Linked DNA regions of Zea mays: region 1 is linked to region 2. A link is a contact called in public Hi-C data. All regions are on one chromosome and are shown on one strand. Each heading gives the region's core, a stretch centred on a gene start, on an enhancer-like site or on the middle of the called end of the contact. The rest is flanking DNA. Distances are from core to core; before and after follow the strand shown.

Region 1 (2,700 bases), core at 64-2,563, 260 kb before region 2:
TTGAAGCGCCTTCTTCTCCCTAGGTGGGGAAATTAGTGTCCTGAACAAGTTCACCGAAATCATTTTTGTGATTGCCTCCACAACGATCTCAGGGAACTTCACGTTAGCAGTCCTTACATACTCATCTATCTCCAACAACATCAGCGTCTTTATTTCCTTCTCCTTCATGTTCTTTGACGCATCCGTAAAGTCAAACAGAGTGCAACAAACGTCCAACTTTTTGATGAGCAGATTCTGTTTCTCTGTATTCGGCACATCCTTAAAGCTCGGCAACGGACGGAAGTTGGAAGAAAACAAATTATCATTTATCCTCGAGTCTTGGAACCCCGTACGGTTTCCACTCCCATAGGCGTGCCCAGTACTCGACAGAATTGGCGGTTGGCCACTCAGGTCAGCAACTCCAGACCCCGACAGCTGGCTGAACGTCCTCCCACCAGTGAACTCCTTGTCTGCGGTTTTGGACGCCTTGCGCCGTCCAAATATCTGTTTCATCATATTACCCCACCCAGAACAGCTGACGCCACCTGAAGCAGGAGCTACTACCACATAGCAAACCCTAGCCCCCTCAGTTCTGGTCCATGGCATGCCCCCATCATCGTACAAAGGAAAGCTTCAATTATACAAGTTATCCTGGCAAATCGAGACACTGGAACCTGCACCAGAGGGAATAGGGGAGCACAGCAAACGGGATGAACGGCTCAGGCAGGCCAACACTAAACAGGAATTATACTGCTAGTAGTGCAAGCATACATCGTCTAATACCCTATACTATACACCCCGAAACGAATGTCAGGAACTGCTCGGAACGCCCCCTAGCTCCTCCAAAGCCGCCGTGGCCTAGGTGGAATTGACGCGCGGGGCAAAGACGGGAAGCCTACCTGAGGCGAAACGACGCGGCGCAGGTCCAGGAACCAGGATTGGGCGGGGCGGGGCGACCGACAGCGACCTCTTCTTCTGAAAACAAAAGGCAGAGCAACGCAACGGTCAACACGGACTGGCTGCGGGCGCGGGCCAGTAAACGGCGGCGCGGGAGAGGAGGGGACCTCCCGCTCCGCCACGAGAACCACCAGAACGGGACTGCGAGGAGGCGGACGTACCTAGTGCACGGCGGCGGCGAGCTCGTCCTGCTGCTGCAGCCGCGGGAGCTAGCGGGCGGGTACGGTGCGGGGCCCGTCGAGGTAGGTAGCCTTGAGGTCGAGGAGCGAGTCGAGAGCGGCGCGGGTATGGACGGGACGGGACGGGAGCGGCGGGTGGAGGTGGAACGGGGTTCGGGAGGGGAGCGGAGCGGAGCCGGGCGGCAGTAGCAGGAGGGGAGAGAAGAACAGGAGGAAGCGAAGCGAGGGCAGTTTCCGTTCTGGACAGTACGATTATTTTAGTTTTTGTTTCCGTTGCAGCCCCCCTGCTTTTTCTCTGCGTCTGGAAGACGGGATAGCAGGGCAGTTTTGGCCGGGAGCCAGGCCTGCGTGTCTTTTTTCCGATCTTTCCATCGAGTTTGTTGCTGGCAGGCGTAAGACCAGGTGTTCTGTTTTACCTTTGCTTTGAAGTTTGAACTGCTCTTAACTCGCCGTCACCAGATGCTTATCATACCCTCCTAGGACCTAGGGTAGGGTAGGGTGACTGCCTCACCAAGGAAGGTTCATGGAGGCATTCTCCGCTCGCGCCATATGTCAATGCCCATATTTGTTTGGGCTTTTTGCAGGCTGATATAGACCGTCAAACGTTTCATCTTTTTAGTCAGCTTTTATAAAAATTAATTTAATAAAAACCATTTAAAATCAATATGAACATAAAATCGGTCAAGTCGTCACGATAGTAGGAATTCGTCGCTTTTTAGATCTTGAACCATTTGGACTACTTAGGGCCCCTTTGGTAGGGCTTATTTTTCAGCTTCGGCTCTGGCTCATGCAAAAGTTGTGCCAAACACCTCTTTTTCAAATGGCTTCATCAGTGAAGTGCTTTTCCAAAATGAACTAGAGGGCATGAGCCAAAAAAAGTGGCTCACCCGGCTTCAGCTCACGTTATTTTTGCACAATAGCCCTCCCACCAGTCCAAATTATTATTTTTTGGTCCTCCCCTCAATCCTAGCCACGTACAGGAGAGATATACATATACAAGGGTCTTTCTGAAAAACAACCTATAAGGCGTTTTGCCAAATGATTTTTAGAATAGCTTTGGCTCATCTAAAGAAGTGGTTTCACCTCGTGAGCCAGAGCTAAAGCCGTTTTTGGAGAAGCCAGAGCCCTGCCAAAGGGGCCCTTAATCTTTCTCCACACGTAATCTTCACGATACTCAGATTATCCCCACAGCCAGATTCTCACCACAGTCAGATTCTCAGAAAAGTTGGTCAGAAAAAAACTGAACCAAACAGGCCCAATATCAGGGCGACATCACGGTCAAACCATCGTTGACCAATGTAGACATTAATAATGACCCAAAAAATGTTGTTCTAGGTCCATGTTTTGCGTTAGTTTAGTAGGATGTTTGATTCACTAGATAATGGACTAGCTAATATAGGCAAAAGGACCGGGACAAGTAAAAACCTAAGATGTACAAGCTAATCACCCTTTATTATTAACTAATGTTAGATGTCCATTTGCGAGCGTGTTTATTTTCAAGGTAACTAAAGTTTTAGATAATGATTATATGAGTGAAATCAAATATAGCCTAAATCCAGGCACATGATTGGAACCGGTTATGGCT
Region 2 (2,700 bases), core at 158-2,657:
ACAGGAACACAATCGAAGGGAGGTGGTGCCCAATGAGGACATGTTCATTTCGAGAGCGATTGAAGGATATTAAATCCCTTACTAGTCAAAATTGAATAGAAAGAAATTTAATTCCCCTCTATACCCTCATATCAATATGCAACATATATACACAAAACCTTATGACAATGCCTTATTTCAAGACACGAGAATAAAGCTTACCTTGTAGGACTGTTTTTGTCATATCAATCTAATTTCGTTTTTTTTACAGCTAGATCTTCTCTATCAAATTCTAGGCAGAAGGCGAAGTGATGTCAGCAAAATGGAGGGCTATTTTGAAAAATTAAATCTCCTTCAGAAATTTTAAGAATTGAGATGAAAAGCTAATTTTCCACTCAATTCTAAGAACGGGTGAAGATTTAAGTTTACAAACTAGGCCTAAATGACCGTTAATGCGGCCAGCGCTAGCGGCGGCGCGTTCAACGGGTTGGGTTTGACAGCTGGAATCGGGTACCCAGCTTTCGCGAATCAGAAGCCAAGTAAGCGGCGGCGGCGACGTCGTGGGTGCACGCGAGCCGGCCGTTTGACAGCCTGGACGTGGAGGCAACGACCATCGGTTCGCCTCTTTTTTTTTCACATGCCGACGACGCCAACTAGTTTGACACTGGCACGCACGCGGTCGTCGGTGGCCAAACACGAATTGCCTTCGCCTTTTTCGTGCCGCCGTCTGGCGCATGCGTAGTTCTCACGGGTCAGCGACTTTTTTCCCCTCTCTTCCGCCGCCGTTTTGTGGTGTAAAGAGGAAAGATATTAATACATGCGTATGGTGTAAATAAATCAACATAATTTGTTGGGACGCAACAATATCATACAGTCATCCGTTATCAATCAAATATGTGATGAAAATCACAAGGCGTGCTGAATTCGTTCGCAGCCATGCAAGCAAACACGACAAATGCATGATGTTCCATTTATATGGGAGAATTAGAATTTTAGAAACAAAAAAAAATGTACCGACGACGGCTACGAATCAAGGCGCGCCGCCGGCAGCTAATGAATGGTAAAACATACTATGGACGATCGGGAATCGGGAATCCATCCATCCATCCATCCATGACGGAATCTAGCTTAATCGTCCTTGGGAGGGTCGGCGAAGAAGGAGTTGATGGAGGCCATGATCTCGGGCTTCTTCCCGCGGACGAACTTCCTGAGGCCGTGCATAGCGTACCTCTCGCCCTCGTCGTGGTTGTCCAGGACGCCGGCCGCCCTCTTCTCCTTGGTCACCCGCACCTCGGGGTTGCCCGTGATGTTGCGCACAAGCTGGTACGAGCAGATGCCCAAGGCCACGGCCATCGGCACGAACAGCGGGTACACCTGATCCATGGACGCGCGCGACACCGGGATCGGCAAATCCCGTCAGATCCATCCATCCATCCCCGATGACCCAATTCTCCGATCGATAGAAACCGAATGAACGATCAGATGGGAAACAGCAACGGCGTACGTACCTCGGGACGGATCCACCGCTTGGACCATGAGGCGTATGCGGAGGAAGCCATCTTCTTCTTCTTCTCCTCCTCTTCCTCAACCGCCGCCTGGGTATACGCGTTTCTCTCGCGCGCTTCAGATGAGAGTCAGAGTAGAAGACGGGGGGCGGCTGTGTGTTTATATATAGGCTGAGGCGGCGCCGTGCTGGTGCTGCTTCGTGGAACTCTGTCTCGATAGGTTAGGTACAAGTCGGAGGGGAGTCGTCTGGGCTGGGCAGGCAGACGCGGGGCGGGGCGGAGCGGAGGCGTAAACACGCTGGACTTCGTGGGCCCAGCGGCTCACATGCATGCCCAACTGGCCCAGCCAAGCCCAGCCGCAGAAGCGGTCGCGTCGGTGGCACGCGGCTGCTTGCTGGTCGCCCCAGCAACAGCGAGGAGGAACCGGCAACGACCTCTCCGAAACAGCCGCGCCGGTTTCCTCTCGTCTTACCTTTTATTTATAATATAATAATTAACAACATCTATATTTATCCTTTTTCACACTTTTCCTAAAGGATTTATGCTTCATTTCAGGCTTCTCTTCGAGCGATACCGTCACAACACGAAAATAGAGAATTTCCATATACAAAAATAGTTCTACAATTTTTTTAGAACAGTGCACGGAAATTTATCAATTTTTATTAGCCACGACTTAGTCAACATAAATAACTTATTTTCTACCAGCAGGGCAAAAACTGACTGAAATTAGTATTTTTTTGTCGTCGGTGTGTGGTTCGAGGCACCAAAAATTAAGAATTTTTATGGGGCTTCTCTCCCTATCCAACAAAAAAATAGTTTTTTTACCCAACAGTACGTCCCTCACACATGCTTTTATGCCTCTTGCCACTCTCTCTTTGCACCTCCTCCTCCACCACCACCACCACCTGTCCTGCCCGCGTTTTACCACCTCCACTCACCCACACTTGCCTCAATTCCACTGTATGTGCTAACCTGGTATGCGCCCACCTCGACCACTTGTCCTAGGTCATCTAATATTATACAAACAAAATAAAATCATAATCGAATAATGGTATGTCCTATGGATGATCAGATGTCGTGGATGTGTAGAGCTCGATGAGACGATTACGATCGAATATTAACTTGTCCTGATTGGATTCTCAATAAGCTGTTTTTGGTGTTGGGAAATCAAAGTTATTGGATGTTAGACTTGAGCGAGTATTAACTTGTCCAGATT

What was found. Hi-C and Micro-C count contacts between places; a contact is called where the count stands out from the background.
Region 1: a Hi-C map of ear shows a contact between it and region 2, with 1.5 times the contacts expected there. The contact joins the promoter of LOC100382877 here to the promoter of LOC100285481 in region 2. A contact is called at or near these places in 2 of 25 Hi-C or Micro-C datasets (bundle sheath and ear).

What each region holds. Positions count from the first base shown.
Region 1 is chr7:29,642,445-29,645,144 of Zm-B73-REFERENCE-NAM-5.0, reverse strand. LOC100382877 (Serine/threonine protein phosphatase 2A 59 kDa regulatory subunit B') reads right to left here and starts at 1,313. Exons shown (of 5, transcript NM_001175569.2): 1 at 1,098-1,313; 2 at 879-954; 3 at 1-653. The coding sequence starts at 585.
Region 2 is chr7:29,383,995-29,386,694 of Zm-B73-REFERENCE-NAM-5.0, reverse strand. LOC100285481 (B12D protein) reads right to left here and starts at 1,407. Exons shown (of 1, transcript NM_001158374.1): 1 at 807-1,407. The coding sequence starts at 1,362. The coding sequence ends at 1,108.